7 separate regions of the Mus musculus genome follow, and regions 2, 3, 4, 5, 6 and 7 are each linked to region 1. Evidence: chromatin contacts called from public HiChIP or PLAC-seq, Micro-C and promoter capture Hi-C data. All regions are on one chromosome and are shown on one strand. The core of a region is the stretch at or near the end of the contact, and the rest is flanking DNA. Distances in the headings are between cores, read along the strand shown. Region 1 holds the start of Unc50 (unc-50 homolog). Region 2 holds the start of Cnnm4 (cyclin M4). Region 3 holds the start of Sema4c (sema domain, immunoglobulin domain (Ig), transmembrane domain (TM) and short cytoplasmic domain, (semaphorin) 4C). Region 4 overlaps Zap70 (zeta-chain (TCR) associated protein kinase). Region 5 overlaps Tmem131 (transmembrane protein 131). Region 6 overlaps Tmem131 (transmembrane protein 131). Region 7 overlaps Tmem131 (transmembrane protein 131).

Region 1 (4,007 bases), core at 644-3,143:
AATTCCTATCCTAATATTTCTTGGCACACACTTGGGTTTGGTTCTTATTAGTTTTGTTCTGTTTGTTTTAAAGTCAGCCAGTGTGGCAGAACACGACTGTCAAGCCAGCACTAAGAGACTGAGTTAAGAGCTTCCTGAGTGCCAGGCCAGCCTGGCCTACACATCTAGAAGCTGTTTCAAAAGAGAAGGAATAAACCAACTCTGGGACGAACCCCATGCCCTACTTTCATACACTGGGTACAGTAGTTTACTCTGGCGTGTTACAGCCAGCACTAGGAAGAACTCCACTTTCTTTCTTGCCAGTTTTCTCATGTTTTAGAAAAGACAAACAAATCCCACAGCTTCACACACCCCAAGAGTCTGACCCGCCATACATTATCCCAAAAGATAAAGTTTCCTCTGAAAACCCCAATTTGTTTTTCTACTATACTGCTTGTAAACTGAGACACACTTACCACAGAGCCAGATACTTAAGAGGACTAAGAAGGCAGGGTCATCTCTGGCCCACTGGTCCTTTGTTTGCTTCCGGTAGTGAAAGTTTCTATAAACCCTCTGAGGAGAGGTAAACAGGTAGAGCATCTGCCATGCAGCAAACTCAAAGTCCATCTGCCGAAATCGAAAGAGCCTTCTGAGGTACTTGTAGCGTTTTGCTCCAGCCGTGTGCCTTGCTGCATCCCTGGAATTTAATACTCCATTCCCGTGCATCGAAGAACTCAAGGAAGTACTTGGTAGCATCTTCCTAGATGGAATGAGAACATTTCTCTTAGATGTAATCTTAAATGTAATTATTTGGCTACTAGAACTCCTCGTCAGCGCTATGACGTTTTCTCTTGCCACCTTCAGAAAGGATTAGGGGCCAGAAGCTATAGAGTTGGTTCTGGGGCTTGTCTAGGGGCTGGCCAAGGGTAATGCCATCAAGGCAGTACCACAAACTCCTGTATCACCTGAAACAAGCACTTAACTTCAGTCGATGGTTTCCCAACCTTCACCTCAATCAAGCCTTTGACAGCTGCAGTAGCTCACTACTGATAATGGAGGCCAAGGAAAAAGCAGCACAAGGGGGTGTGCAATGACGTCCTCATTAACACGGGACAATGACCGAACACTGGTTCAAAATTCCGTGTTTGTAATGACCAAGATTTAAAACAAACAAAAAGTTTAATCTAAAAGCAAGGTTACTGAAAAAGTAAGACACACAGTTTATTTGTACAAGTCCATCGGCGATGGCCAGCAAGTCCCTGGTTATTCAGAATGTGACAATAAAAATTACACTCCTTGATGGTTTTACTCCTAGGATGGCTGGGTAGGAGGAATAACAGCGCGAAGGGGCCAGTCCAACTAGTCCGAAGCTAAATGACTGCTGGTCACCGCCCAGCCTACCTGCCCTCCGCGGCGCGGCGCGGCGCCCCGCCCCGCCAGCAGGTCTCCATTACCCCAAGCCTCTGTCAACTAAAAATACAAACGGCCCAGTGACATTTGACTTAAGAACAAGCAACGACAAGGTTTCAGGGTGTGTGTCTCCTTGCAAAATTTCAGACCTGCTTAGAATAGAAAAACGGCTCTAATCCTGCGATTCCCACGTAAGCGGCTGTCTTTGGTTTTACCCAGCAGCTCCACGGCGGGCCTAGGACTCGAGCTGCCGGGCGCCGGCCGGTCCCTCGCCCAGCCGCTGAGACGCCAGGTCGCGAGCTAACCGTGGAAACGGCCGACGGCACGAACGCCACCCTGCGCACACAGAGCAGGCCGCACCTGAAGGCCCTCGAGGCCTCGTCCTGGGCCCGGGACTACCGCCACCTTCCCAGGGCAGCCGAGCCCAGCCGCCGCTGGGGCCACTTCCCTTCCCGCTACGTAGCCCGCACTTGCGGCGCTCTGTATTTACGTTACGGACACGCACTTCCGCCACGCGTGCGCATACCCTGAAGAGTCGCACTCCTGGCGGAAGTTGTTGAGACTTTCTCCCACCCTCGCCGGTAGCTTGCCAGTGGGCGTGTCCCACGCCCTTCCGGGCCGTGCGGGGTGACCGAGGGCCGTGATCCAGTGTGGTGAGGGCGGTGGGTCCCCGCCATGCCCCGGTATTATGAGGACAAGCCGGAGGGCGGCGCGTGTGCGGGCGTGAAGGAGGATCTGGGTGCATGTCTGCTGCAGTCTGCCTGTGTGCTCCAGGTAGCGGATCTGGGTGGCAGAGCTCAGTCAAGACTGGCTCCATGATGGCCTGCGAGGGGAGGTCACGTCGAGGGTAGAGGTCGCGCGTCCGCTCCTGACTTTGGACAGGTCTCTTGAGCTCGCATCCCCAGTTCTTACTGGTGTTAAGTGGGAGATAACTTACTACCCACCTAAGGATTTTGTAAACCTTCAGCCAGCTCTGTTCAGGAAGCGATCCCTGAGTGCTGGCACGCGCCACCAGAGACTCCCACTCTAAGGGCAGCTGCCAAGGCCTGTGCCTGCGCCGCATGGCTACTTGATCTGTGGTGGAGAGTTTTGGTTCCTTGGCTTCTAGAATATGGAAGTATCTCATGGTGTGCCATAGTTTCTCTCTGCCGATCTTTAACCTATCTTAAACCTATAGCATTGCATTCTGGGAGGAATTCAACATAAGCCTTTATACTATGTGCTGCCTTGGGAAACAGGCGAGGAATGAGAAGGGCTCAGAGAAACGTAGGGTATGAACTCAGATGATCACAACGTACCTTCCAGTGGGGGATAGTGAGGAGAAAGGGGAGTGGGGAGAAGGTTCAGAACTTTCTCAAAAATAGACTTCTTAAGATTTTATGACTCTTGGAAAACCAGAAAAGTTGAAACTTCCAGAGGGAACTCAGTATGGTTTTCCCATTACTGACCTTGACCTCAGAAGAGCAAGGCCTCTTGCCCGCTGACTCATCTCTCCAGCCCCTCCACCTTATTACTTGAGATAGCATGTCAGTGGACCTAATTGGCTAGCCTAACCAGATCTGCTTGGCTCCACTCCCATTCTGGGATAAACGACTTCTGCCACCATGCCCAGCTCTTTATGTGGGTGCTGAACTGGGAGCTCTCATGCACAGCAAGCATTTTCTTTACTTAGCCACTTTGCCAGCCCCTCCCTATTAACATTTATATACAGAGTTTAGTACTAACACTAAAAGGTCTTTATTTTAACACATCCAATTCATGGTTCTCATCCATAGGAAGGCTTATACAAACATTGACGATATGTCCTAAAAATCTTAGGCTCTGGGGGCTGGAAAATAGATGGCTCAGTGGTTAAGAGCACTTGTTGCTCTTACAGAGGGTCAGGATTTGGTCCTAGCAGCCATAAGGTGGTGCACAATCATCTATCCTCCAGTTCCTCCTGGTAGCCTCTTTGACATCCATAGGCACCAGGTCTGTATGTAGTGCATGTTTGTACATGCAGGCAAACACTCATAAAATTAAATTTCAAAGCAGACTCAAAATACTTACTTATTTGATAATCTTTACATTTGCTTTTCTTTAATCACCAAGGTTAATAAAAAGGAATTAAGAATTTTCTTAAGTCAACTTTAAAAAAAAAAACTACTTTCAGAAGAACAGTTGTCTGTGCTTTGTGGGACAGTCTTTCAGACATTCACATTGGTTTGTATATCACAGGAAGGAAAATCCCCACGGCAGTGTTTGAAGGAAGGCAACTGTAGAGCTTTGCAGTATTCCTTTTTTGAATGTAAAAGATCAATGGTAAGTGATGAACCATTTCAAAAGCTTATGTTACCTATACATAGAATTAAATGTGAATGATTTAATGGTCATACATCAGTTGTAGTGATATGGTTTGGATAATGGTGTGGGGACTCCAGTGATGAACATAGAGCAAGCATACCATGTTATCCTGTAGAGCAGCTGGCCCTCATGGTTTCCTGAAAGCTGGAGGATGAGGTCTCAGCAAGTCCTAAATAGGAAGAGCTGACCTCATGAATTCAGGTCATTGGCAGTTGCACACAAGCCTAGCAGGCTGAGGACAGCGTTGGCACTTCTGTCTTACACGGCCAGGAAGA
Region 2 (4,007 bases), core at 891-3,390, 960 kb after region 1:
GAGCCGAGGAGAGACCTCCCAGTTTTGCTTGTGGGCTGGAGGGTGACTGACGGTTCTACCCTGGTGAGGACACACAGTTCCAAACCTGGAACAAACTCGGGGGGGAAAAGTGTGCAAAACTCCAACCCGTCCCCTGATGGCCATGGACCAGCAGAGCCAGAAGGTCCACTAGACAGAACCACCTGCTGAACCACAAGCGAATCCTTGGCTTCCTCACAAGAGGGGTGTGACCCAGGCCCAAGTCACTTCATCTTTTAAGATTCCCCTCAAATGTGCCTTCCCCTGTGACAACATCCTCAGCTCCCTGGCTACTTCCCCACCCACCCAGGAGGCCTGGTGGCTGCCTCATTTCAGGCATGAATGAGCCTTACCCTGTCTCCCTTCACCAGCTCCAGACAAGTGTATCTCCTTCAGCTTTGATTCAACTAAGCACAGAACACAGTGCCTGGCAGAAGGCAAAGGCTTGAGAACCGCTTCTGCTGCGCCTGATAACGTTCACACCAGAAGCATAGGAAGCCATGGACAGGGGGACCCAGAATAAATCGCACAAACAGAAGAGTAAAACCTGCAGACAGAGAGCATGCAGGGGATGCTTCAGGGGAACGAGAGGTATCAAAAGGACATTTAACCAGGAGCTACACCAGTCCTTACCCTTCTTAAATTCCTCTAGCATGGCATCCAGCTTGGTGTCATGAAAAACAAAATGTACCGGGTGGTTGTAGAAGCGAGTGATGGTCTTGAGCGGGGTGCAGTCATCCGGGTCAACAAAAGCCAAGTCTTTGACATACAGGATATCTACAATATTGGATTGCTCATCTTCAAACACAGGAATGCGAGTGTAGCCACTCTCCATAATCTCCGACATGGTGTTGAAGTCCAGAATGGCATCACTGCGGATCATGAAGCAGTCGTGTAGCTGGGTCATGATATCCTCCACAGTTTTGGTCCTTAGTTCCAGGGCACCCTGGATCATATTTAACTCCTCCTTCACCAAGTCATTATAGGGCTCTGTCACCTTCAACATCTCCATCAGCTTCTCCCGATTGTAAACAGTGCGAATCTCCTGACCTAAGACGAAGTCCAGGAGTTTGCTAATGGGGAAACTCAAGGGAAAAGTGAGGAGCATAAAGACTTTGGTGAGAACAATAGTGTTGGCACCCACAGCCAGCCCGTGCCGGGAGCACAGGGCTTGAGGTAAGATCTCCCCAAAGATGACAATGCCAATGGTAGAGGAGGCCACTGCCATGATGCCAGACCCGATGAGGTTGTCTAGAAGGATGGTGAGGGAGGTGTTGACTAGCACGTTCCCCAGGAGCAGCGAGCAGAGCAGGTAGTTGCCCTTGCGCCTGATGGGCTCTATCTTGCGAGCATACTTTCTCTCCTTCTCAGTTCCACAGTTCTGCACGATGCGCAGCTCCATCGGGTCCAGGGCCATAAGCCCCAGGTTGAGGCCAGAAAAGATGCCCGACAGCACCAACAGCACCATAACGAGAAGGATGTGCAGCCAGAGCGGCAGAAACCTCCCATGCTCCTCCACCATGAAGAGCAGGGAGTCCTTGTCCGTCCATCTGGTCCAGGGCCCGTCGGCCCGGGGCCGGGTGCACAGCGCGTACAGCTTCATGTTCTCGCTCCTCCGCAGGAACTTGGTAATCACCACTAGCATCCCCGACGTGTTCCCGCGGCTCACGTTGACCAGCCGCTGGACCACTAAGTCCTTGGTGAGCTCCAGGCAGTTGGTGGAGTTGTGGACCGCCTCGGCGTCGTCCACCTCGGTGAAGGAGATCAGGTTGCTGGAGATATCGCCCAGGCTGTGGCCATAGAGCCTCAAGTTCACCGTGCTGCCCTCGGACACGAAGATGATGCCATCCGGGTTCATCCCGCACGACTTGTTGCAGCTCGCTAGCCTCATGCCTAGGATCACGCTCTGCTGGGGGCTGCTCTGGCCGCTGGCCGCCCGCGTCCATAGCAGCAGCAGCGCAGCCAGGAGGAGGCGCCCTCGGGCCGGCCAGCCGTCCCGCCGCCCGCCCCCGCCCCCCGGCGCCATGTTGCTCCGGCCCCGCCGCTGCCCGCGCCCCGCCGCGCGCCTCACTCGGCGCCTCCGCTCCTGCCCTCCTGCCGCTCCGCTGCCGCCGCGCCAACTGCCCCAGCCGAGGACCTGACGTCAGACCGCGCCCCGCCCGCCCCGCCCCGCCGCCCCACGCCCCTTATTTGCATGCGATGTCCCGCCCCTACCCACGGCTCGCGCGCCCGGCTTAAGGAGGTCTGCGCCCTTAAGGTAGAACGGCGCGGGGCGAGCGCGGGAGCCCGCAGCGGGGGTGCGCCCAGCCAAGCTTCCGCGCGGCACCGGGCTTCTCCCGCGCTCCTCCTTAGGGAGCCCGGCTCCCAAGCCCCACGCGCTCGGTTGCTTCCGGGTCCCCTGCACTCTGTCGCTCCGTTCTGGGGCGGGTGGTGCTTCTCCGCGGGCACAGCGAGAAAAATGCATTTCCTGGTTTAGAAAAAGAAAAGGGAACCTGAGGGTTCAGGCTGGCGTTACAGCCTCCTTACTTCTGGGATTTTCGTTGACCTTGACCCAATGCCAGAAATAGGTTGTCACTGCCCCCGAAGTCCCCCAGCCCACTCCTCGGTTCTGTCTAGACCCCTAAGGTGCTGAGGGACCAGGCTCTGACCTAGGTTTTTCACCTGTCATTTCTATTTAGGGATGAGTTTTCATTGAACATGTACTCTTGTTTCATACTCTAACGATACGGCAATGAACAAGCCAAAATTCTTGCACATCTTTAGTTTACAGCCTATCATCAGAAAAATGGCAGTAAACAAGACAAGCCATACGGGGGCAGGAGGGGGAGCGCAATAAGCAAGTAAACACACACAGGAACACTAAGTGTTTTACTTCTTACAGATGCAAATTTTGAACCTAGGCACAAAATCCTAGGCCTTTCAGATCTTCACCGTTAATCCTAGTCCCTGTCTGTAAATGGCGGTAAGAATGACTGGTTTTTTTTTTTTTGTTTTGTTTTTGTTTTTTGTTTTTTGTTTGTTTTTTTTTTTTTTTTTTTTTGAGACAAGGTCTTACATAGCCCGATATGGCTTTGAACTCTTCAAATCTGAGGCTGACCTTGAACTCCCGATCCTATGTCCATTACCTCCCAAGTGCAGGGTTTACAGATATGCACCACCATGCCTGGATTGATTTTATTGTTTAGTTATGGTTTTAGTTTTTAATTTGACGGCAGGAAGAGTGATAACACAGCATCACCTGGCTAAGCACGTGAGAACAACTGGCTTACACACCGAATATGACATAACAACTCTCTGTGAATAGTCTTTGCCTGTGTAGTAATAGTTGTTGCTGCCTGCTCTTTCAGGACCATACCCTTAACCCCAAATTGTGGTGACTGGCCAGCTGAGGCAGCTGCTTGTGGAAATGAACTGAGGGGTGGGGCTGCTGTTCTAGCCTTGAGATCACTGCTTCCTGGTCAGCCCCACTTGGATGTCATCCGGCAGCTATGAACTCAGTGTGTGGGGATGACCACAGCTATCCACCCACAGCTGTCCACCCTGTGAAGGGCAGGACACGGATGACAAACATCCTTACCTCAGTTGCAAGAGCTATACTAAGCACAAGGCCTGGGTTGACCCCTGGGTCTCCCAGCAGGGCTTCTCCTGGCCCTAGAGACACAGTCCTTCTCTATGTCTCTGTACAAACCCCTGTGTTTATTTTTACTTTGGTACACAGCCTGCCAATTAAGGCAACAATCAATACCAGCAGCAAAAATCCAAACATAATGGAACACTCATGCAGTGTTGTGGGGGAGGCTGGGTAGCAGAGGCTGACTTAATGCTCTGGCATTGTGCTGGTGGGTTCTGTAAACAGCCAGCTGGAGGAAGTTCCTTGTGAGGAGGTGCCTCACCTTACACACACACACACACACACACACACACACACACACACACACACAGAGTGAGGCCAGAAGACCAGCTTTTTAGTGAACAGTACCCTCAGGAGT
Region 3 (4,007 bases), core at 1,089-3,588, 870 kb after region 1:
AGGATATGCCGGGCGGTAGTGGCACACACCTTTAATCCCAGCACTTGGGAGGCAGAGGCAGGCAGATTTCTAAGTTTGAGGCCAGCCTGGTCTACAAAGAGAGTTCCAGGACAGCCAGGGATACACAGAGAAACCCTGTCTCAAAAAAACCGAAAAAAAAAAGCAGGATACTACGGATACTACTCATGTACTGGGATCTGTGAGGGTTGGCTCCAGCGCCTGGGAGGCATGTAACATATCTTCTTGTGTTTCCTTTATTTGGCTAAAAGGCTTTAAGCCGTAGCAAAAGAGGCAAGTTAGGGAAGCCCTTATTCTGTCTGCCTGAATACAGATGACGGGTGTGATGTCTTCCATAGCCTATGCTAGGCAGGCCTGGAAGATGTTTTTGCAATTTTTTTTTCTGTATTACTGTATTTTTTTCTTGATGGACAATCCAGGATCCTTATTTTTTTCTGCCAGCTGTCCTTTTATTAAAAAGCATGAATCACGAACAAGTAGTCATGAGAGGAAACTTTATCTTCTGCCCACCCACTTGTGGAGAAGACCTGTGACAGTAACCAGTGCGGCAGGAAGGGGCAGAGGAAGAGTGGTGGGGGGTGGAACGCTATCGCTGGGGAGCCCTGTGCCCAGAGGCTAACTGGCTCTGTTAGTGGAATGGTCTCATTTCTACCTCCATGCCTGGCTTAGAAGACCCTGGCGCCTGCCATGAAGGTACAGAATACTGTCCCTGCCAGTGAAACTAAAACCTTTTGAAACTTTCCACTGGGGCCACCTTGGAGGTAGAGCCAGGGAGCTCAGATCACTACCAGGCAGCCCTCATTTCTAGGGGCAAGGCTTACAGGTGAGAAGGAAACACAGCAGGAAGTGGAGGTTAGCCTCATGGTTGCTGACTGCTGAAAGGATGGAGCTTCTGGGCTCACAGTTTTCCTACCTCTCCCTTCCCAAGCAGGTGGGATGGACCATATAGACTGCGTCCAGCGCCAGGATCTCACTAAAAATGTCACCTTGCTCTTTGTGTGGATTTGAGCCCTTTTTTTGTTTGTTTGTTTGTATCTTGCTTAATCTCTTATTCAGTGAGAGAAACAGTAGCTGGCTTGGAAGTCCTGTTTCAGCCTCCTGGAGCTGAGGAGTCTTAGCTTTTAGCGAATCCTGAGCTTGGAGTGGGGCTTGCCCTTAGTAGATGAACAGGAGCCTGGTCAAGAGGAGTGTGCATGGCTCCCTCCCTGGCCAGCTTCCATAGGACACCCTCCCTGCCCACCCCTGGCAATAGCTGGCCTGCCTCCTATCTCTGAGGTCACAGCTTTGTTTCCTAATGGAAAGGAGCTGGGAAACGTGGCTCTGGCCAGCGAGGGAGAAGGGGCCCTTCTGTGTCCCAGTAAAGACCCAATTGTTACTGAAACCAAACTGGGCTGCCATTCTCGATTACTCCCATTGCTCTTCTGCTCTTCACTTCTCAGGTGCCACGTTTTAGCCCAGAACAAAAGCTGCTGTCGGACTGATTTATACTCCAGATTTTACTTATGGGGTCTGAAGTGTTTTTTCCCCTCCGGGACTGCCCCCTGGGGCTCAAAGTTACCACAGAAACCTCCAGGCCTCCTTCCCTTCGTCCCTGTCCTTTGATTCTGGTTAGGGGTGGTCTCCAGGTACCGCTGGGGCAGTTTCCCCGAGGTTTCTCAGTCCACCTGCCCACTGGAGGACCAGCTGGCTGGAAGGATTTGCCAGCCAGCACCGTCCAGGAGGCCACAGCTACAAGTTACTTCTAGGAGCGCCTGTGGGCGGAGGCTGGCAGTTCTGAAGGTGGTGGTGGTTCGCTGCGTGGCTCCCTCCAGCCTCTTTCATCTGAACCGTGGCGCGCTCGTGCCTCTAGTTAATCAGCCTTCCAAGCCACACCAAGAGTCATTTCCCGGGGGTAGGCTCTGCTGGAGCCTGGAAACTAGGAGCTGCCTGCAGTCTTGGGGTCTCCTCTGCCTGTGAGCTGCTCCTTCCAGTCCAAGGGTTAGGGCCAGAAAGGAGGACAACTTTGGAGTCAAAAGACTGACCACTGTGGTTAGCACCTGAGAGAACCTTCAGTTTCTTCTCTTGCTACGCCACCCCCTTCGGGTACAAGTCCCAAAATGGTTTGCCAGTTTTCGTTCCCGTAACTGGAGCGTGGGGAAGCCCCTCAACCCTTCCAGAGAGCCCATCCCGCCTCAGGACTTGAAGGCACACTTCACCAGGTGAGTGCAGTTCGTGCAGTTCCCGGTGGCAACGCCTGGAGTCCCTCCCCGCCCCCCACCCCGCCCCCTCCCCGCCTCCGGCCGCTGTGGCGCAGACCTTGACTCACGAGCTGCAAGAGTCGTAAAGGGTCCCCAAGCCTCAGTGCCGGGTAAGCAAGGCAGCGGGTCGCAGCCCCCTCCTGGGCGGGCCTTCGCGTCCCGCCCCCGGCCACCACTCGACACCCTCTGCCTGACGTCAAGGGGTTGGGGGCGGAGAGCGGCGGTGGCGGCGGCTGCAGCGGAGAAAGAACCGGCGCCCGGCGCGGTGGAGCGCCGAATCCGAGCTCAGGGGCGCCGAGAGCCGTGCTGAGACCGAGGGGCGGTGGCACGGGACAGCCTTAGCGTGCTGGCGGGCGGGCGCAGTCTGGAGCGGCGCGGGGGCAGGGGAGGACGGTGGCCGGAGTCAAACGCGAGGGCAGCGCCCAGGGATTGGAGCTGCACGAAAGAGGTGAGTGAGGCCGGAGCGGTGGGGCCCCGGGGCCGCTGCTTTGTCCCCTTGCTTGGGTAGGGGCTAGCGCGCGCGCTAGAGGACAGCGTCTAGGGGTGCAGGGCGGGGCGACAGCAAAGACAGCTGTCCGATCCGGGTCCCTCTTGAGTCCGCCGCGGGCTGCCCAGTGGCGATCGGCATCAAGGCAAGCAGTGCCTGCAGCTCCACTGGCCGGAGCAGCGGGAGCCTGGGGGTACGGACAGCGCTAGGGGCAGTGGGGGACCCTTGGGCTGTCCAGCGCGCGGTCCGAATCTTTGCCAGGCTCGCGAACTGCTCGGGTTCCCCCCACCTCGACGGAAAGTTAGGGGCGGGCTTGGACCGTGGCCGATGTTGTGGGATCGGATTTCCCTAGCGCGGCCCCCCGCCCTCCCGTTCTGCTCCGGAGGCGGGCTGGCACTGAGAACCAGCCCCCTAGCCAAAGCTCCGCCGCCCGGTCCCTCTCTGGAGCGCCGCAATCCACGACCGGGTGTGCAAGTGTGGGGTGCAAATCCTGGTCCTGCACCCCTCCATCCCCTTGGCTGTCCGTGTCCCTTGCTTCGGGAAGAGCTTGGGGGTTGGGTCACCGCTACGCCTGCAGATTCTCGGAGCGCACCACCGGGTTTTGACCCCAGCCTAGGGTAATTGGCAGAGAGGAAACTGAGGGTGTGTCAGGGGGGACTGCTCCGGGGAAGGCAGCCCCAGCCCCCCGCCCTTCCCGCGCGGAGGTTCTTGGCCGACAGGGGGCGTCCGCAAGCCCGGCTTTGCCACGCTCCCAGCGCTGCCGCTTTGTTTGCATTCAAATCCCCGGAGCTGGGGGAGGGGAGAGTCCACAGTAGGGAGACCGAGACCGGGTCTTGGCTAGGAACCTTTGTTTTGGGGTGCAATCCTCAGATTCTGCATCTCTGTTCCCAGCCCCTAGCGTCTAGATTAGTGGAGATCCGTTCCGTTTGCCTACTGCCTAGTGCATGGTCCCCGAGGTGCAATCCCGGAGTTAAGAACGTTCGTCAGAGCCGGGGAGGAGGGGACGCAGCCCTTGACGATCATTTGTGGGCATCCCCTGTTGTCCAGGAGAACCCCGCTTCGGCCTCCCCAACCCATTTCACTTCCCTCCACGATCCCGCTCTCGCGGAGGCGAGGAGATTCCCAGACAGAAGCCTGGAACTGACTCGTGGCCCGGTCGCCTCTCTGCGGGAGGGTCAGTGTCTTGTAGAAGGCTGTTGGAGAAACAGGACTGGTCCTGGTCATTTCCACGCCCATCCCACCCACTTCCTGCCTCCCTCTTGGGC
Region 4 (4,007 bases), core at 560-3,059, 650 kb after region 1:
GGTGGCTCACAACCACCTTTAACTTCAGCTCCAGGGGCTCTAGCGCCCTCGTCTGGCCTCCCTGGGCACTGCATTCAAGTGCGCAAATCCACACTGACATGCATATACAACATCAAAAATAGACGCGTTTCTCATGTGTGTGGTACATGTGTGGTATATGCATGTTCATGTGTGTGTGCTTGTGGAGACCCAGTGGAGGAGGAGATGCCAGAAGCTCACATGGTGAGACATGTCACCACCCAGCCCTACACCCCCCACAAATCAGCCACCAGAGTCCTGAGCCGTGGGGCCTGCAGATCGCCCACCGTATCTATTCATCAGCTGGCTCCACCCAGTTCAGACTCTCAGCTTAACAGGTGCTACAGACATAAGTCCCCAGTTTCCCCCAGAGCCCAAGTCCAAAATAGCTGTCCCTAAAGCCATGCCACCTCCAAACCCACTTGGTCTGAGGCCCTGTCCCATCCCTATAGGCTGTGGGATCCCAACAGTGAGCCTAATGGGCAGTGCAGACTGGGGACCCACTCGGGAGGCTGAGGCAGACAGCGCATGAGTTGAAGGCCAGCTTGAGCCAGAAACTGAGCAAGCTGGGGGAGAGCTTACCTAGTACGTGCAAAACTTGGGGTTCATTCCCCTGCACCCCATAAAACTAAGAATGCTGGCCCCTGCCTGTAATCCCACCACAGGAAGTGGAGGCCAAGAGGAACAGAAGTTCAAGGTCGCCTCTAGCTACACAGACTTTTAGGCTATCCCGGACTTCAGGAGACCCCGGCTCAAAAACAAATAAACGAAAACGGGGGCGGGGGAGGGGGCTGGGGAGCAGGCGGAGTAAGTTCTGTTCCCAGCACTTGAAAGGTGGCCAACGACCATCCATACCCCTAGCTCCAGGGGACCTGACACCCTCTTCTGACCTCTATAGTCACAAGCACGCATGGGATGCACCGACGTACGTGCAGGCAAAACATTTACAGGTGCAAAAATAAAGCCACGAAACTGAATGGTGACTGAGTCACGCAGTCGTTTCTTCTCCGGACATGTAAAGGCTGCGAGTACAAGGCAGGAGCCATCAGCTACAGAATGTCGTGGTCTTGCTGGATCAGGGGCGACATCCACAGGCAAAGCAGAACCTGTGGTTAAGAGAAGTCTGTGAGACCGAGGGACGGGGCTGCAGGAGCAGATGATACTGGAAAGGAACAAAGAAAGATGTCCCTCCGTACAGCCTCGTGGGGCGGCGGTGGGCTCAGTCCTTACTCTGAACCATTCTTCTGCGCTTTTCCTAGGCTGCTGCTGCCCCTCCCCCTCCTCCTGGCTGCTGGTGGCAGAGAAAATGGGAGGGTTTCTCTCTAAAGCCAGGTTCAAGCGTCAGGGCTTTAAGCGTCCTTGTAGTTCCCGGTACCTTTGAGATCTTCCCACTGGTTTTTCTACATTTACTTTCCCTTTTCAGTCGACGCGCCCATAGAGAAACTGAGGCACGGGAGGGCTAAACAACCTGCCCCCGGGGCAACTGGGGCTAAATCTATAAACAGCAAAAAAGCGTGCCACACTAAAGCAGAGGGCTACGCTAAAATACAAAGGCGCAAGAGCCTGGATGTATTCTGCGAGAGGGTGCGGAGCCCGGGTCCCAGAGGCTGGCAAGAAGCATCCTGCAAACCGGCCTGGAGTGAACCCTCTGCAGGCGGCGGAACTGACGGCTGAAGATCAGAGGCGAGTCTGGATTCTGTTCCCTAGCCAGAAGCTGCCAGAATAAGGACAGGTGAGCGCCCTGTGCCAGGAACTGAGCCCACCTTTGCTTTTACTGTGGCGCCACCTTGTGGCATTGTTTTAGAACTACAACCTCTTCAGAGGATTCCGTCATTGCCAAGCCTTTCCCAGTGTACTAGATACCCACGTGGATGTTTTAATACCAAACCAATTAGTGATGCAGACGATAAAATAAATAAAAACAAAAACGTATTTATTTTCTTAAACGTTTGTGCAATAATATGTGTCATTGGGCTGGAGAGATGGCTCAGCGGGTAAGAGCACTGACTGCTCTTCCAGAGGTCCTGAGTTCAATTCCCAGCAACCACATGGTGGCTCACAACTGTCTGTAATGGGCTCTGATGCCACTTCTGGTCTGAAGACAGCGACAGTGTACTCACATGCATTAAACTAATTAATTAATTAAAATATATAATTATCCAATAACAAGTGAATTTTAATGCAACTGAAATATTTGCAAAAGAAACCATTTCCAGCAGCCACAAAATCCTACCACTGAGGAAATTTCTTTCTTGATCAACTTATTAGTTTTAAAGAGATTAAAGACTGTTTAAGTTTTAATATTGTCTATGAATTAGTAATACAGCTTACATATGCAGTAGTAACGTCACCTTCTAATGAAAAACGCATATCTCCCTATTCTCAAGGCACTGCTAAGGGGTTTTCGCTTGGTTTTGTTCTGGTTTTTTGAGTTTTTTTTTGTTTTGTTTTGTTTGTTTTTTGCCTGTTTGGAGTGTGTGCTGTTGATATAGGATCTCATTATGGAACCCAGGCTCGCCTGCAACTTATAACCTCCTCATCTCAGCCCCGTCAGTAAATCTTCAACACAAAATGAGGCAGAGTAGGGAAGTACTCAGCACTCAAGGGTGCTTACTGCCTTTCTAGAGGAACCAAGTTCGATTCCCAGCACCTGTGTCAGACATCACAATCCCAGGAAATTCCAGCTCCTTTGGCCTTCCCAGACACCTGAAAGCATGTACAATTCACTCCTGAGACGCAGACAGACAGACAGACAGGCAGGCAGGCAGGCAGGCAGACAGGCGCACCGTCACGCACGCACGCACCTAGGAGTACAGAATGAAAACTAATAGTTAAACCAAATTAAGCTCTGTACTGGATCTAACGTTATTGTCTCAGCATTGTCCTGCTGACCCTATGTGCGTGTGTCAAGGCTCCGGGGCTCCTCGCTGCCCTCAACCCCATTTAACAATTCTCCTGTGACCCTCACAAAACTTCCAGAACCTTCCCAGAGCATCTGGCTTTCCACCACAAATAACAACAAACTTTACTTCCCCAGAATTCCCAGCAAATCTCACCTCTCATTGGCTCTAAGTGTGATATGCCCCCCCACCCCCGCACCCTGCCATCCCCAAGTCACTCTGGCCAAGGGAAGGAGGCACTGATTTGCTGCTGAGGGAGGAGCCAATCTCGCTGAGGGCACAGGTGGCAGGCACAGTCGAACCATTAGAATCCTGACTCCATCTCACCTCACCTGTTGGGGTATGCCCTCCATTATTTCTTGGGTAGGGAAACTGAGGCAGTAAGACTTGGGGAGTTCTGAGTGGGACTCTACCTGAACTGACCCTGGGGATATGGACTAGCTGTGACTGTGGGGGCGGGCCGGGGCAGGTGTGGGGCAGACACTGGCAACAACCCAGTCAGGACAAGTATAAGAACTGGGTGTGAGGACCCCCTAAAGAGGCCAGAAAACCTGTTTCAGCTGGCTGGGGAGGGGAGCAGGTAGTCTGTAAAAGCCTCTCCAGGTGATTGATCCTGGTGTGTAGCTGTTACAAAAGAGCCCATGGTGTCCAATCTGGGATGCTGAGGCCCCTGACATACACAGCCCTTAGCACTCAAACCCACCCTGGCCTCCATTTCCCAGTTTGCCCTGACACCTCGTTCCCCTGATGATAACCCTTCCACAGCCTTATCTTCCATGGGGCCCCATGGGGCTGGACCTACTGACAAGATTGCTACGTTTTTTTCTTACTGGTTCCACTCAATTGCCCAGCCCTTCCCAGGCTCCTGGCCCTGGTCGAGGGAAGATGAGAATACTCAGCCAAGAGAAGTGGAGTTTATTCTGATGCTGACAGTGACCCCTGGAGGACTCTGGGCTCCCACTCAGAAACAGCGGAAGTAGACTTTGGGAGCACACATCCTCTCAGCCCACTGGTGATGTTTACCAATATCCCATCAGCCCCAGCCCATGGGGCGGGGCGAATCACATGGGACAGTCGATAGGGCTCCTG
Region 5 (4,007 bases), core at 622-3,121, 620 kb after region 1:
AGTTTCTCTCACTGCAGCTGTCTCCTCTGACGCACATTATTGTCTTCACACTCAGCTTCTGTGTAGGATTGTGAACCTTTTTTTTTAAGATTTATTTGTTTGTTTGTTTGTTTATGTGAGTACACTGTAGCTGTACAGATGTTTGTGAGCCTTCATGTGGTTGTTGGGGGTTGAATTTTTAGGACTTCTACTGGCTTCAGTTGGCCCTGCTCACTCCAGTCAACCCGGCTCATTCAGTCCCTGCTTGCTCTGGCCCAAAGATTCATTTATTGTTATATATAAGTACACTGTAGCTGACTTCTGACACACCTGAAGAGGGCGTCAGATCTCATTACGGTGGTTGTGAGCCACCACGTGGTTGATGGGATTTGAACTCAGGACCTTTGGAAGAGCAGTCAGTGCTCTTAGCCACTGAGTCATCTCGCCAGCCACAGTTGTGAACTTTTAAAGTTGGTGTGCAGAGGCTGGAGAGACAGCTCAGTGGTTAAGGAAGGCACCGGTGCTCCTCCAGAAGATGTGGGTTCAATTCTCAGCTCCCGCTTGGCAGTTACAACCACCTTAACTCCAGCTCCAGGAGAGCCCATCCCCTTTTATGGCCCCCGTGGGTATTGCATGCATGTAGCGCACCGGCATCCGTGCAGCCTAAATACTGTACGCAGAGATCGGTCCTATAAACTCTGAACTACGATGCTTCATTTTTGTCTTTCCTTAAAAGTGTGTTACAGACAACTTGGAGTTTTTACATCATTCTGTAGTTATCAAGGAGCCTGTGGTAACCAAATATTATTCTTGTTTTGGCAAAGAATGCTGACCCGCCCCTCTGCTCCACAGTGCACTCTTTCTCCTGGTCATTGGAACAGCCTACTTGGAAGCTCAAGGGATTTGGGAGCCCTTCCGAAGGCGACTCTCCTTTGAAGCCTCAAACCCGCCCTTTGATGTAGGAAGGCCATTTGATCTCAGGAGAATCGTTGGTATTTCATCTGAAGGAAAGTATGTTCATATACTAAAAGTCCACTTTTTAATACACATAGACTTAGCTGATATAATTACAAGAAGTGAAATTTATCTTTACTCGGAATTTTTTAAAAAACGATTCTGGTGCTCAGATACTGAGAACTCATGAGAGTTCTTAACAGGGACAAAATATGCTTAGTTATTAGTTATTAGTCCTAACCTTATTTATAACTGTCAGAGGTGACAAACTGTAGAAGGTTGTGGCTCTGATCCCTTCCACTTCTGTCCCTAGTTTCTCTTTATGATGGGTTTACTAATGAAATTTTTTTCTTAGTATTAGGTTGGAAGTTACTGCTTACTGATTTTTCAATTGATCCATTTTTCAGCTTGAACACACTTGGCTGCGAACACAGTCATGGTAGGGGTTTCTATAGTAACGCATCATCCCGGCCTGGTACAGGCAGTCACAGGCAGTGTGGCACATCAGTCCACCCACACAGCAGCCATGGCAGCAAAAACTCAGCTGATGTGGACAACGTCAGAACCAGAAACAGTTCAAGTATGTCAAGCAGGACTTCTCCACAAGCAGCTGCCTCACAGTCTACAAGCAAAACCAGCCCCCTAGTCTCAGAGACAGCTGCAGCAACCCAGGGTCACACAGCAAGCAGGAAGTCCAGAGGGGCAAAGCAGGGCCAGCACAGCAGCCAGCACCACAGCCACAGCCACAGCCCACTGGAGCAGCACTCACAGCCTCCACCACCAGTGCCTCAGCACCAGGAGCCACCACCCGAAAGGCTGTCTCCTGCCCCCCTCACACACCCTTCCCACCCCGAGCGAGCCAGCACCACACGGCACAGCTCAGAGGACTCCGACATCACCAGTCTCATAGAAGCCATGGACAAAGACTTTGACCACCACGACTCCTCCCCCCTAGACGTGTTTACAGAGCAGCCTCCGTCACCGATGTCAAAAAGCAAAGGTAACCCTGTCCAACCCCCTTCCAAAGAACAAGGCGTGTGAGGGAGAAGGAGCAGTCAGGATCATAGGCAGTGGATACAGCACCTTGTTAGGTAGCTCAGACCCATCTCCTGCGGGAAGCAATGGCCTCTCTGTATCACAGTGCAAACGGAAGCAACTGCTTGTCATGAAACTTGTTCTTCCCTTGTTTCTCCAGACAGAATCTGATGGACGGCTGCCGGTGATAACTGTTACAGTCATTTTTAAAAATTATTTTGAGGCCAGGTATTGCTGGCACATACCTTTAATCCTAGCACTCGGGAGACAGAGGCAGGAGGATCTCTGAGTTCAAGACCTGCCTGTTCTACAGAGCGAGTTCCAAGACAGCCTGGGATACACAGAAAAACCTTGTCTCAAAAAACAAACAAACAAAAATATTTTGAAAACAGGGCTAAAACCAAAACCATCTACCTCTTAACTCAAAATAGAATTTCTAGCTGTGCACACATCTGTAGTTGTACTGGTGAGGTAGAGACAGGAAGTTTGTCACAGGCTTGAGGTCAGTGAGGCTACACACTGACACCTCTCTCTAAATAGGAAAAGGGGCAAAAGAAGCAAGTGAAAAAATAGTTGGTGAAACCTCCAAAGAGGCTGGCCAACAGGACAGGGACAACAGGAAGTGGTGGCCGTGCACACATCACAGTCTTGTAGGCAGAGGAGTGAGGGATGTACCAGATCTGCAGAATTGGTAGGTTAGGGAAGGAACTTTGCCAGAAGGAACCACACAAACAGGAGAAGTGTGAACAATTCAAGGGATGGAAAATCCAAGGCCAGAGTGACAGCGAGGTCTAACAGGGAGCATGAGCGAAGGCTTCAGAGTAGTGGGAGTGGGAACAGGCGCTTGTGTGCAGCCTCATGGGTAAGGTACAGAGGAATACACCTTATTGGCAGTGGCAGGGCCTCAAGACTAGAGCAATCCAGAACCGCAAGATTGGGGACTCAGAACTTGGAAAGAAATGTGGCGCATAGACCATGTGGTTCCTAAGACTGCAAGCAGCCTTTCCATCAGTTCATCTAAGGGGGTGCGACCACAAGCCATCAATCATGGTATAGTTCATTTCAAACAAGCTAGGGGACAACAGCGTTGAGGGGCTTTTGGGTTTCGGAGTTGCAGATTAGGCACAGGAGACCAAGGGAGGAAAGTCCCTGTGGGTGTGGTGTGTGCCCCTTGTAGAGACCAGGAGAATGCGTGGGTCGCAGCAAGACCAGGCCAGGTGTCTTGGTTGCTTTTCTATTGCTGTGACAAAACACCATGACCAAAGCAATGCTTATAAAGTGAAGCATTTGCTCTGAGGGCTCACGGTCCCATGGCCATCAAGGCAGGGAACATGGCAGCAGGCAGGGCACACAGGGTTCCACAGCAGGGATGAGTGCTCACATCTTGAAGCAGAAAGACATTACTGACTGAGATTGATGTGAAACCTCCAAGCCCACTCCCTGGACACAAACAGTTCCACCAACTAGGGACCAAGCCTTAGGGGGCATTCTTATCCAAACCACCACATCCACTCCCTGGCCCCCTTAGGTCTGTGGCCATATCACAAGTCAAAATGCATGTAGTTCATCTTCCAAGGTCCCTACAGTCTTTCACTTTCAACAGAGTTGAGTAGTCCAAGTCTCTTGTAAGACTCAAGGCAGTCTCAAGCCTGTAACCCCTATAAAATCAAAATGCAAGTCACATATGTCTAACACACAATGGCACATAATATACATTGCCATTCCAAAAGGAAAGAAAGGGGGCAGAGTGAGAAATGCCAGGCCAAAGCAAGACCGAAACCTAACAAGGCAGAGTGTAACTGTCTTCCCGAAAACAGCATGGCCAGACCTATCACAGCTCTGAGCCTCCCCATGAGTCCAGAAGACTGAAGTACAAGGCAGTGGGTAGACTGTGACAGCGGTGGAGAGGAAGAGGGCTCTTGCAGTGTCCTGGAGCCAGAGTGCTCTGACTGTGCTGTGCAGTGAGGAGAGTGCTGCAAGCCATTACACCACCATAGGTGCTGAGCACAGCACAGTAGAGGCCAGTGAGGCTGGGGTGC
Region 6 (4,007 bases), core at 830-3,329, 600 kb after region 1:
GCATCCTGAAGGTGGAGCTGTGGCTCAGACTGCCCAAGTCCCCCTTACCGTTGAGCTCACTTTGAACCCAGACTTCTTTGGGTCCATCTAAGTGTGGTAAGGAAAGGATCAGCCGACTTACACATTGTAGACAAACGCTGTGCCTACTTTGGCACAAGCGTAAAAGATGAGAGAGACCAGCCAGTGCTGTCATGGTGCTCAGTCGGGGAGGTCACATGGGCGTAGATCTCTCTCTTACATTCACTGAAAACTGAGTTTTCTGAGAACCAAGCTTTGCTTTGTCGTGCTTTCTGTTTATTTCAGCATTTCTTTCACATAGTATAACAAGATTAGAGCCTGGTGTGTCTTTAGAGAAGTCATTTTCCTCCAGTTAGGCTGTGCTGAATGTTAATGTGTATTTTATTCATTTCTCTTCCAAGATCTATTCTCTCTTTAAACACTGTGGTCCTTCCCAGTGTGTGATAGCAATTCAGGGAGCTCCAGATGTGATCCCCTGACCATGCACAGAAGGCCCACATTCAGGCCCTCCTGTCTGTCATGTAACTGAGAAAACAGCCTTCCTGATATCATGACACCCATGTGCCTCAGATATCTTCAAAGGGAGGCTTGCATGAGCTTCCTTGGTAGTTGATGAGTGGGAGCCATTTGTATCAGCTTGACATTTGCTCTAGTGAATGTATACACAAAATATCCAGTTGCTATGTACTAGCCGGTTTCCCCTCGCTTGTTGGCATGCTCTGACTGCTCAATATGTCTTGGAATCTTTTTTTTAAAAAAAGACAAAAAACCAAGGTCTCACACGTGGCTCTGAACTCACAGAGATCTACCTCAGCTTCCTAGGTACTGGGATTATAGGCATGCACACCACACCTGACATAATTACTGAGTGCTAGTTTGACCTGAATATCATGAGAAAAGACTAAACATGTATTAAGAATAGATGCAAGCATCAGATCCCATTACAGATGTTTTGATCCTCCAGGTGGTTGCTGGGAATTGAACTCAGAACCTCTGGAAGATCATCAGTCAGTGCTCTTAACCACTGAGCCATCTCTCCAGCCCTGCTTTCCCATTTCTTAAGTCATCTTTGAATTAGCAGTAGTTAGTAACTAGTACTAAAGTGGCTAGTATAAATAAGTTCATTACAAGGCAATGATTTTGAATAATTTTTTCATCTTAAGTTACCTGAATGAACTTTAAGTATTTTATTGTGATTTTTGTTTGTTATTTATTTATTTGTTATTTCCTTAGACAAATGAGTTTTACCTGATGATTCAGGTTTATTTTTAAGAGTGCACAGTTCAGACTCCTTGTGTAAAGTGGCTCACCAACTTTACATTTGTTCACTATTAGTGCAGTATGTTTTGCAGTGATAACTCTGAATGTAAATTCTCTCTCTCATTTGGCAATGCTTAAAGTATTGCATTTGAAGTGAAAGAATCATTTTTTTTCAACATGTATTTTAAGATCTTCCTGCTTATAACAACTGTATCTCAGCAAAAAAACATGACTTGTTCTTTCTGGTACGGTTTTGCAAGGCTGCTACCACAGAGAGCATGCTACGGTGTGGCCCCTCAGGAACCGCTGCAGCAAGGGAGCATGTCTGGACATGGCCGTGCTTCCATTGTTGCTGTCTCACAAGGTAGACAGTGAAGGAAAGCCCTCTGAGGCCTCAGCTCACAAGGCCAGCTCTCTAGCTCCGCAGACAGATCATACCCTAGAGAAATTCTCACAGGTGGGGAAGTGAGCCTGAGTGTGGCCACGAGCAGCTGGGGCTCCAGCTGCACTCCTGCTGCCTGCCTGCCTGCCACGTGTGCTCCGTGGCTTCCCTTGCTCGGGTGGTAAAATCGTGCAATAAAAGCAAAAGAAACTTCCTTCCATTTGCAGCTTAGCTCACAGTTCTAGCTGTTCTTTGTTTACTCTCAAAATGCTTACATATGCTTGAGGGGATGGAGAGGTCTGTGTTTTAGACGGTTGCTACTAACAGTAAGCTTATTGATAAGTAAGGAATTGCTGTGAGCAGATCTTCTGGTTCCCAGCCCAGTCTTCAGCGCACAGTGAAGCAGATGAGAAGCTCATGCTGGGAGAGCAGAGGTGCAAGGATTCCAGCAGTGCTTCTGCGGGAGGGAGGGAGCAGTCCTTAGGGTGCCCCAGCCTGTGAGGTCTTGCTAGCCCCCAGGGCTAATGGCAGTGCGTGGGAGAGTGAGCTGCCCTGGCAGGCCCTGGAGTTACTCTAATCTTCTTAAGTCCCTGCCATAGCAAGCACCAGGCTGCAGGCCAGTGTCCTTTTTCATATTCTTCTCACTTCTGTTGTGGCTTCAAGGGACTCACATTTGATGCTCAGACTGGGAAGAGTTCTCCTTTATAAGGATCAGCCTCGACTGGGGAGGAATCTAGTGCCCTGCCGGCCGTGAAGCAGGCATGAGCTTCACAGGTGGAGGATTGTCCTGGGGGGAGGGGGGGGGATAAGTGGGCTTTGATGTCAAGTTCACACAGCCCCAATGATTTGATACTTAGAATTAAGGTTACTGTGCAATTTGTATACCAGGATGTCAGACAAGTGGCCCTGTACCGAGTCAGGAGCCTGGCTTCAGTCCTCTCGGTACCCGACTGTTGAAACATTGCGTTATACTCTGAGGCTTTCTTTCTTTTTTTTTTTTTTAGATTTGCTTATTTATTTATTTATTTATTTATTTATTTATTTATTTATTTATTATATGTAAGTACCCTGTAGCTGTCCTCAGACACTCCAGAAGAGGGAGTCAGATCTCGTTATGGATGGTTGTGAGCCACCATGTGGTTGCTGGGATTTGAACTCCTGACCTTCGGAAGAACAGTCGGGTGCTCTTACCCACTGAGCCATCTCACCAGCCCGAGGCTCTCTTTATTAGAACAGTGCGGATAGAATTGATATCTTTGAATTCTTTCAGTTAAAATGATTTGTATCATTGAGGATAATTTAAAAAAATAAACCTTATAAAGTGTTCAATTTAAATATATACTAAAAATACACCATTTAGTGGGGTGTTTGTTTATTTGTTTGTTTGTCTTAACTTTAAGTTTGTGTAGATAGACCTGATTTCCTAAGTTGTAAGCATCCGAGCCTCACTTCCAAGTTCAGTGCCTCTGTAGTGAGCCTCAGTCCCTAGTGCTCACTAGAGTGCAGCCTTACCCTTTGACAGTGGACCGTGCTTACCCTGCCAAGCTGGGGAGAAACACTGCAGAGGCCACATGGGGTCACAGTGCCCTGAGGTGTGCTCACTCTTCCTACTAGGACACAGTTTCAGGGCACCTTTGTGTGTGGCTTTCTTCAAGATGGATGAGTCTTGAGATATCTTCTTGTCCTCTTATCTTAGAAAGTAGGCTTTCATGTAGAGAAGGAGACCTTTAGGTTTCCCATGTGTGAGTTCGTCCTGAGGTGTCATACTTAGTCATCTCATACTTTGCCATCACTGCATTTCATACAGTGTTCTTGTGAAAGTCGGGCTTTGCTCTTGTCTTATTTCACTTACAGCTACTAGTATTACGCCTTACGTTTGTGTATGCTTTTCTTTCTACCTAAACTACTAGACTAAAATAACAGGTTTGTTTTCTTCGCAGAGTGTTCGACCAACACCACAAAATGACGCTATCACGGTACATTTTAAACCAGTTACGTTAAAAGCTTCTGAAAGTAAATATACCAAGGTTGCCAGCATTAGTTTTGATGGTAAATATTCATTTTTTTCTCCTAGAGTGGTTATTATTTTGACAAACTAGAAAGCTCCTATGTTGATGAGTTAATATAGAAATCCAGACTATTTTAATACTACTGCCTCAATTGATTTTCCCCTATGAAGATTCATCATTAACTTACTTTATTAATTCATAATATAACTCCACAAACCTAAAACAGTATGTACAATCAGGAAACCTAAGCAGATGTGTTAGGGTCGGAAGTTTCTGTAGTGTGGGATAACTAGTCACAGCAGTCGACATTTACCTTAGTTATGAAGTCATTGGGTGTT
Region 7 (4,007 bases), core at 816-3,315, 520 kb after region 1:
TCATGACGGTGAAAAATATATTTGTCCGTATCAGATAGTGATAGCAAAGAAATAAACTTGGTAACTTTACATTTAAACTTTTTAATTTTTTGGAGTAGGGTGTAGTAGTGTTGCCTATGTTCCCAGCGTTTCAGAGACTAAAACAAGATTGTACATTCCTTTGCACATTAGACTACCCAGTAGGATTTATTCTCTTCTTGCAGTGGTAGCCGCCGACCGAACTGTTACGTCTCCTCTTCAGGGGTTTGGATGACAGGTATGGATCTATAGGAGCAGTCTTTTTTTTTTTTTTTTTTTTAATTAAGAAAAATTTGTATCTGTATGCATGCATATGGGCTCGTGCCCATCTGAGTGTAGGTAATCTAGGAAGCCAGATGACGTGTTCAAATCCTCTGGAACGGGAGTTGAGGCTGACATGGGTGTTGGCAACAGAACTCGGGTCTTCTGCAAGAGCAGTACACACGCAGCTGCCGCTCTTAACGCCACGCCATCTCTGTGGCCCCTGCTGTTCTTGGTCAGAATCTTCCTTTTCACTGGGTTTTCTTCTCAGAGCCTGCTCTTCTCCTAAGTTGTTTTTGCGTGGCCCTTCTTTCTGTACTCATTAAAGTTTTAAGATCTGGCTAAAAGAACCACAGGGCGGAGGTCCTGGGCAACTGCCATCGACTCCTAACTCATCTCAACTCAGAATCACACTTAGATCATGTATTCATAGCAGGCAGAGGACAGAAAATATGGCAGCTTTTTAGGTTAGCCTAGGCGAAGACTAGTTTATACACTGGAGAATTTCTTTCATACTGTTTAGAAGCAGTTTTAAATAATCTACGCTGTTTGGGAGGTTAGTGGAGTTGTGCCAGTCTTTCTGGTTTGTTGTTGTTGTTGTTGTTTTAATTAATTTATTTTTTAAGACAGGCTCTCACTGTCTTGACTGTCTTGGACTCACTATGTAGACCAGGCCTGCCTGGGCCTCCTGGGTGCTGGGATTAAGGTGTGTGTTATACAACGCCTGCCAGTTGTGCCAGTCTTGACCCAGCATTCCCATTGTCCACTACATGCTCAGCAGAGGGTTCCATGGCCATCCCTGACAGGAGTACTTGGTAGGTTGTAGCTCTCTCCTGTGTCCCAGCTCCCTCATGTATGTAGATGAGGACCCAGGTCTGGCCAAGAGCCAGTGTTTTCCCTAGTTTTCTTTGATAGGAGCTAATAGCAAAAGGTAAACTTACTATCAGTTAACCACCCCAAACCCAAAACTGAAAATTCAGAATGCTCCTAATTTTGAGGGCTTATATGCTGCCACAAGTGGAAAACTTTATACCCGATTTCATCTGAGAGGTCACAGGCAAACCTAGGTACATAGCTGGGGTGCGGCTCAGAGATGGAGCACGTGGCTCCCTCACTCATGTTAGAGCTTGTGCTCAGCGCTGTAAACCACAGGCACCGAATGCATGCCCACTCAGAATACTCTCTGAAATTTCCTTCAGGCCATGTGTATTCCTATATGTAAAATGTAATTTTTTTGTTTGTTTGTTTAGACTTGGGTCTCATCCCTAAAAGCATTCCAGAATCTGAAAAAAAAAAAATCTGAAATCTAAAACAGTCTTTCTGTTTGTAATTGTTTGCAGTATGTGACACTCAGTTTGTACTTGGTAGTTTATTCCTGACTTAGGAATTTCTACCCTTCTTCCCAGGGAATTAAGCTAGTGTATACTCTTTACCCAGCAGCACAGAGAGCACATAGTAGGTGCTGCTAGACATTTGTGTTCGTGTTAATTTCTTCTGGTTTGCTGTGAAGGTGGAGATAAGGAAAAGACTCTACAGTGGAATTGACTTAGAAGGACATGTGTCTGCTGTATATTAAAAAGCTTAGTGGATAAAAGTGGACCTATTCTTAGCTACATGGGATTCTTGTTTTCCTCAGTAACATTTATTCGACTATTTTAAGGAAATCATGGAAAATATTGACTTCCTTCCTAATGGTGTCCCCTGAGGCTTCCTGCACTGCCACTGAGCTTGCTCCACACGAGTGGTATGTGACTCTGGACCTAGCTTCAGAAATGGGAAATGACTTGAGCAACAATTGCAAGGAAGTAGAGGTCAGAGGTCAGCATTGAGAAAACTCAGCGGAAGAGTAGAATGTTGTAGCCGTTTCCCACATTCCTTAGCAGTGTTTTGGGCATTGAAGCTCTTTTAATTGAGAAAGGAAACGAGGTCTTTGATTGGCAGCTGGGTGATGGGGCTGTGCGGTGGAGGTGCAGGGAGGCTTCTGTCTACAGAGAAACTTCCAGGAATGAACACTGGATTTGCAAGTTTCTTAGAAGTAGATTGGACTATCAGAATGTTCCTATACGCAGGCTACTTTGAGCTTGTGGGGAGAGAAATGGATTTTGGGGAAACATTCTAATTTAAAAAAATGTTTTATTCTTTCAGATGTTACTTCAATCCTATGCAAATATTTTGAACTTTAAGAGTAATGTACCACATGTACTTGCATAGGTCTAGAACTTGTAAGAATGTGGTATAGCATTAGCATTACCTGGTATTCATTCATTCATTTATTTTTATGTATAGTCCCAGCTGGCCTTGGAATTTGTGATCCTCCTGCCTCAACCTCACAGGTTCTGGTGTTAGAGGCATGTACTACCAACCACTCCTAATTCGTTTTTCTGATTCCAAACTAATGTTCTAGTAAGTATAGTTTCATTGTGTTTCCTTTCCTTTCTTCCTTCCTCTTTTCTTTGTGTGTGTATGTGTGCGTGTGTGCGTGCGTGCTTGAGTGCGCATGTGTGTGTGTATTGGAGTCTGAACTCAGTCTCCATACATTTTACTCATGCTCTCCCACCATGCTTCCCTCCAACCCTTCAGTAATATAAAGCTGACTAGGTACTGGGATCTTAGGGTAGAAAAGCCGTTGAAATACATACAGCACATAAGAGATCGTGAACAGACCAAAAGTAAGGGGCAGCTGTGTTTGTCTTCAGAGTGTGAAGGCTGTGGCAGGGGTGTTAAGAGCTGCCCTCTGTGCTGGGCGGTAGTCGTATATGCCTTTAATCCCAGCACTCGGGAGGCAGAGGCAGGCAGATTTATGAGTTGGAGGCCAGTCTGGTCTACAGAGTGAGTTCCAGGACAGCCAGGGCTACACAGAGAAACCCTGTCTCAAAAAAAAAAAAAAAAAACAAAAACAAAACAAAAAAAGAGCTGCCTTCTGAGGGACCTTAGCACATCATTTTATGCATGAGACCTTCTTCTAGGGGAAAAATAGTATGTTGACTGAGTTTTATGGATTGCATCCCACCAAACTCCCTCCGCTTATTTGCTTCATAGGAATACTTATTGTGCAGTAAGCTTCACCAGTTTTAAGTATTCTCAGATTAATTTTAAAAACGTGCAGCTGTGGAAACAGGAACGTTCATTGTCTTGAAAGTCCGTGGCTTCTTCTTCACAGTTAGTATCTCCCTCAGTGGGCCAGGCAGCTACTTGTCGTCTTTCTGTCACGGACTCATTGTCTTGTCTAGACTTTCAGATAAATAGATCATTTTGTATGGAGTCCGAGAGGTTTGACTTGATTCACATAGCTTAAGCTTTCGAAGCCCTTGTGCTGCGTGTGTGTGGTAAGCGTTTATTGCCGAGTGGAGAGATCCCTCTGTATGATGTAATGGTGTGTTCCTTACCTACTGGTGAACTTAACTTTGCTTTTCTCCCTATTCTGGAGCCGTGATGTTTAAATTTTTTATGAATGTCCAAGAAGCCTTTTTTAAAGGTATTGTTTCTTTCTTGAAAGCACCTAGAATAGGTTGATGTGTCTGATTAGGTGGTGATGTTTAATTTTAATAAACTGTCAAGCTGTCCTCAGCCATGTGAGAGTTCTACCTCCTTGTGTAGGATATCTTTGTTCACATTCGACATTAGTCATTTTGTAAGTGGGTAGTGCTGTGTTTTGTTACTGTTACTAGAATTTGTGAAGTGGCTAGTGGTAGGCAAGGGCCATCTTCTGTTCTCTTTGGCCATTTGTA

Evidence for each region. Promoter capture Hi-C pulls out the DNA fragments that hold promoters and counts their contacts. Hi-C and Micro-C count contacts between places; a contact is called where the count stands out from the background. HiChIP or PLAC-seq counts read pairs in DNA pulled down with a chosen protein or histone mark. Capture Hi-C pulls out chosen DNA fragments and counts their contacts.
Region 2: a contact with region 1 is called in a promoter capture Hi-C map of adipose tissue. The contact joins the promoter of Cnnm4 here to the promoter of Unc50 in region 1. A contact is called at or near these places in 1 of 39 promoter capture datasets (liver), 1 of 484 Hi-C or Micro-C datasets (regulatory T cells), 1 of 115 datasets of contacts at active chromatin or transcription factors (astrocytes) and 2 of 9 other capture datasets (adipose tissue and liver).
Region 3: a contact with region 1 is called in a Micro-C map of embryonic stem cells, with 4 times the contacts expected there. The contact joins the promoter of Sema4c here to the promoter of Unc50 in region 1. A contact is called at or near these places in 6 of 39 promoter capture datasets (the HPC-7 cell line, cranial neural crest, embryonic stem cells and 3 more), 6 of 484 Hi-C or Micro-C datasets (Sertoli cells, embryonic stem cells, palatal mesenchyme and 1 more), 4 of 115 datasets of contacts at active chromatin or transcription factors (astrocytes, embryonic stem cells, memory CD8 T cells and 1 more) and 2 of 9 other capture datasets (adipose tissue and liver).
Region 4: a contact with region 1 is called in an H3K4me3 HiChIP or PLAC-seq map of forebrain, with 7 times the contacts expected there. The contact joins the enhancer-like site here to the promoter of Unc50 in region 1. A contact is called at or near these places in 9 of 39 promoter capture datasets (3T3-L1-derived adipocytes, erythroid cells, frontonasal cranial neural crest and 5 more), 3 of 15 datasets of contacts at CTCF or cohesin (embryonic stem cells, large pre-B cells and pro-B cells), 9 of 484 Hi-C or Micro-C datasets (DN3 thymocytes, cortical neurons, embryonic stem cells and 3 more), 18 of 115 datasets of contacts at active chromatin or transcription factors (the 230-238 cell line, DN3 thymocytes, bone marrow-derived macrophages and 9 more) and 3 of 9 other capture datasets (adipose tissue, embryonic stem cells and liver).
Region 5: a contact with region 1 is called in a promoter capture Hi-C map of hematopoietic stem and progenitor cells, with 4 times the contacts expected there. The contact joins the enhancer-like site here to the promoter of Unc50 in region 1. A contact is called at or near these places in 12 of 39 promoter capture datasets (the 3T3-L1 cell line, 3T3-L1-derived adipocytes, the C10 cell line and 8 more), 1 of 484 Hi-C or Micro-C datasets (growing oocytes), 11 of 115 datasets of contacts at active chromatin or transcription factors (the 230-238 cell line, bone marrow-derived macrophages, cardiomyocytes and 7 more) and 3 of 9 other capture datasets (adipose tissue, embryonic stem cells and liver).
Region 6: a promoter capture Hi-C map of embryonic stem cells shows a contact between it and region 1, with 4 times the contacts expected there. The contact joins the enhancer-like site here to the promoter of Unc50 in region 1. A contact is called at or near these places in 12 of 39 promoter capture datasets (the 3T3-L1 cell line, 3T3-L1-derived adipocytes, the SN4741 cell line and 8 more), 3 of 115 datasets of contacts at active chromatin or transcription factors (bone marrow-derived macrophages, fetal liver and stem cell-derived neural progenitor cells) and 1 of 9 other capture datasets (adipose tissue).
Region 7: a contact with region 1 is called in a promoter capture Hi-C map of the HPC-7 cell line. The contact joins the enhancer-like site here to the promoter of Unc50 in region 1. A contact is called at or near these places in 5 of 39 promoter capture datasets (the HPC-7 cell line, cranial neural crest, hippocampal neurons and 2 more) and 5 of 115 datasets of contacts at active chromatin or transcription factors (bone marrow-derived macrophages, embryonic stem cells, large pre-B cells and 2 more).

Annotation. Positions count from the first base shown.
Region 1 is chr1:37,428,025-37,432,031 of GRCm38.p6, reverse strand. It overlaps Unc50 (unc-50 homolog), which reads right to left and starts at 1,893. Exons shown (of 6, transcript NM_026123.4): 1 at 1,539-1,893; 2 at 456-739. The coding sequence starts at 735. It overlaps Coa5 (cytochrome C oxidase assembly factor 5), which reads left to right and starts at 1,929. Exons shown (of 3, transcript NM_198006.4): 1 at 1,929-2,163; 2 at 3,607-3,690. The coding sequence starts at 2,065.
Region 2 is chr1:36,469,730-36,473,736 of GRCm38.p6, reverse strand. It overlaps Cnnm4 (cyclin M4), which reads right to left and starts at 2,140. Exons shown (of 7, transcript NM_033570.2): 1 at 652-2,140. The coding sequence starts at 2,044. It overlaps Gm33454 (predicted gene, 33454), which reads left to right and starts at 1,968. Exons shown (of 3, transcript NR_168706.1): 1 at 1,968-2,275.
Region 3 is chr1:36,556,712-36,560,718 of GRCm38.p6, reverse strand. It overlaps Sema4c (sema domain, immunoglobulin domain (Ig), transmembrane domain (TM) and short cytoplasmic domain, (semaphorin) 4C), which reads left to right and starts at 2,338. Exons shown (of 15, transcript NM_001126047.3): 1 at 2,338-2,703.
Region 4 is chr1:36,782,628-36,786,634 of GRCm38.p6, reverse strand. It overlaps Zap70 (zeta-chain (TCR) associated protein kinase), which reads right to left. Exons shown (of 13, transcript NM_009539.3): 13 at 3,815-4,007. Among named protein-coding and RNA genes, the nearest start is that of Zap70, 23 kb to the right of the region's middle. Within about 2 kb of position 1,809, at least 50 of the 459 cell types and tissues checked have an H3K27ac peak or open chromatin away from gene starts, as enhancers often do. A contact at or near this core is called in cortical neurons, embryonic forebrain, forebrain and 3 more, where this site is marked.
Region 5 is chr1:36,805,810-36,809,816 of GRCm38.p6, reverse strand. Tmem131 (transmembrane protein 131) reads left to right here. Exons shown (of 41, transcript NM_018872.2): 30 at 832-990; 31 at 1,341-1,933. Among named protein-coding and RNA genes, the nearest start is that of Zap70, 46 kb to the right of the region's middle. Within about 2 kb of position 1,871, at least 31 of the 459 cell types and tissues checked have an H3K27ac peak or open chromatin away from gene starts, as enhancers often do. A contact at or near this core is called in the 230-238 cell line, effector CD8 T cells, hematopoietic stem and progenitor cells and 1 more, where this site is marked.
Region 6 is chr1:36,829,268-36,833,274 of GRCm38.p6, reverse strand. It overlaps Tmem131 (transmembrane protein 131), which reads left to right. Exons shown (of 41, transcript NM_018872.2): 12 at 3,601-3,709. Among named protein-coding and RNA genes, the nearest start is that of Zap70, 69 kb to the right of the region's middle. Within about 2 kb of position 2,079, at least 82 of the 459 cell types and tissues checked have an H3K27ac peak or open chromatin away from gene starts, as enhancers often do. A contact at or near this core is called in embryonic stem cells, where this site is marked.
Region 7 is chr1:36,912,744-36,916,750 of GRCm38.p6, reverse strand. The region is part of intron 1 of Tmem131 (transmembrane protein 131); the gene reads left to right. Among named protein-coding and RNA genes, the nearest start is that of Tmem131, 25 kb to the left of the region's middle. Within about 2 kb of position 2,065, at least 59 of the 459 cell types and tissues checked have an H3K27ac peak or open chromatin away from gene starts, as enhancers often do. A contact at or near this core is called in the HPC-7 cell line and bone marrow-derived macrophages, where this site is marked.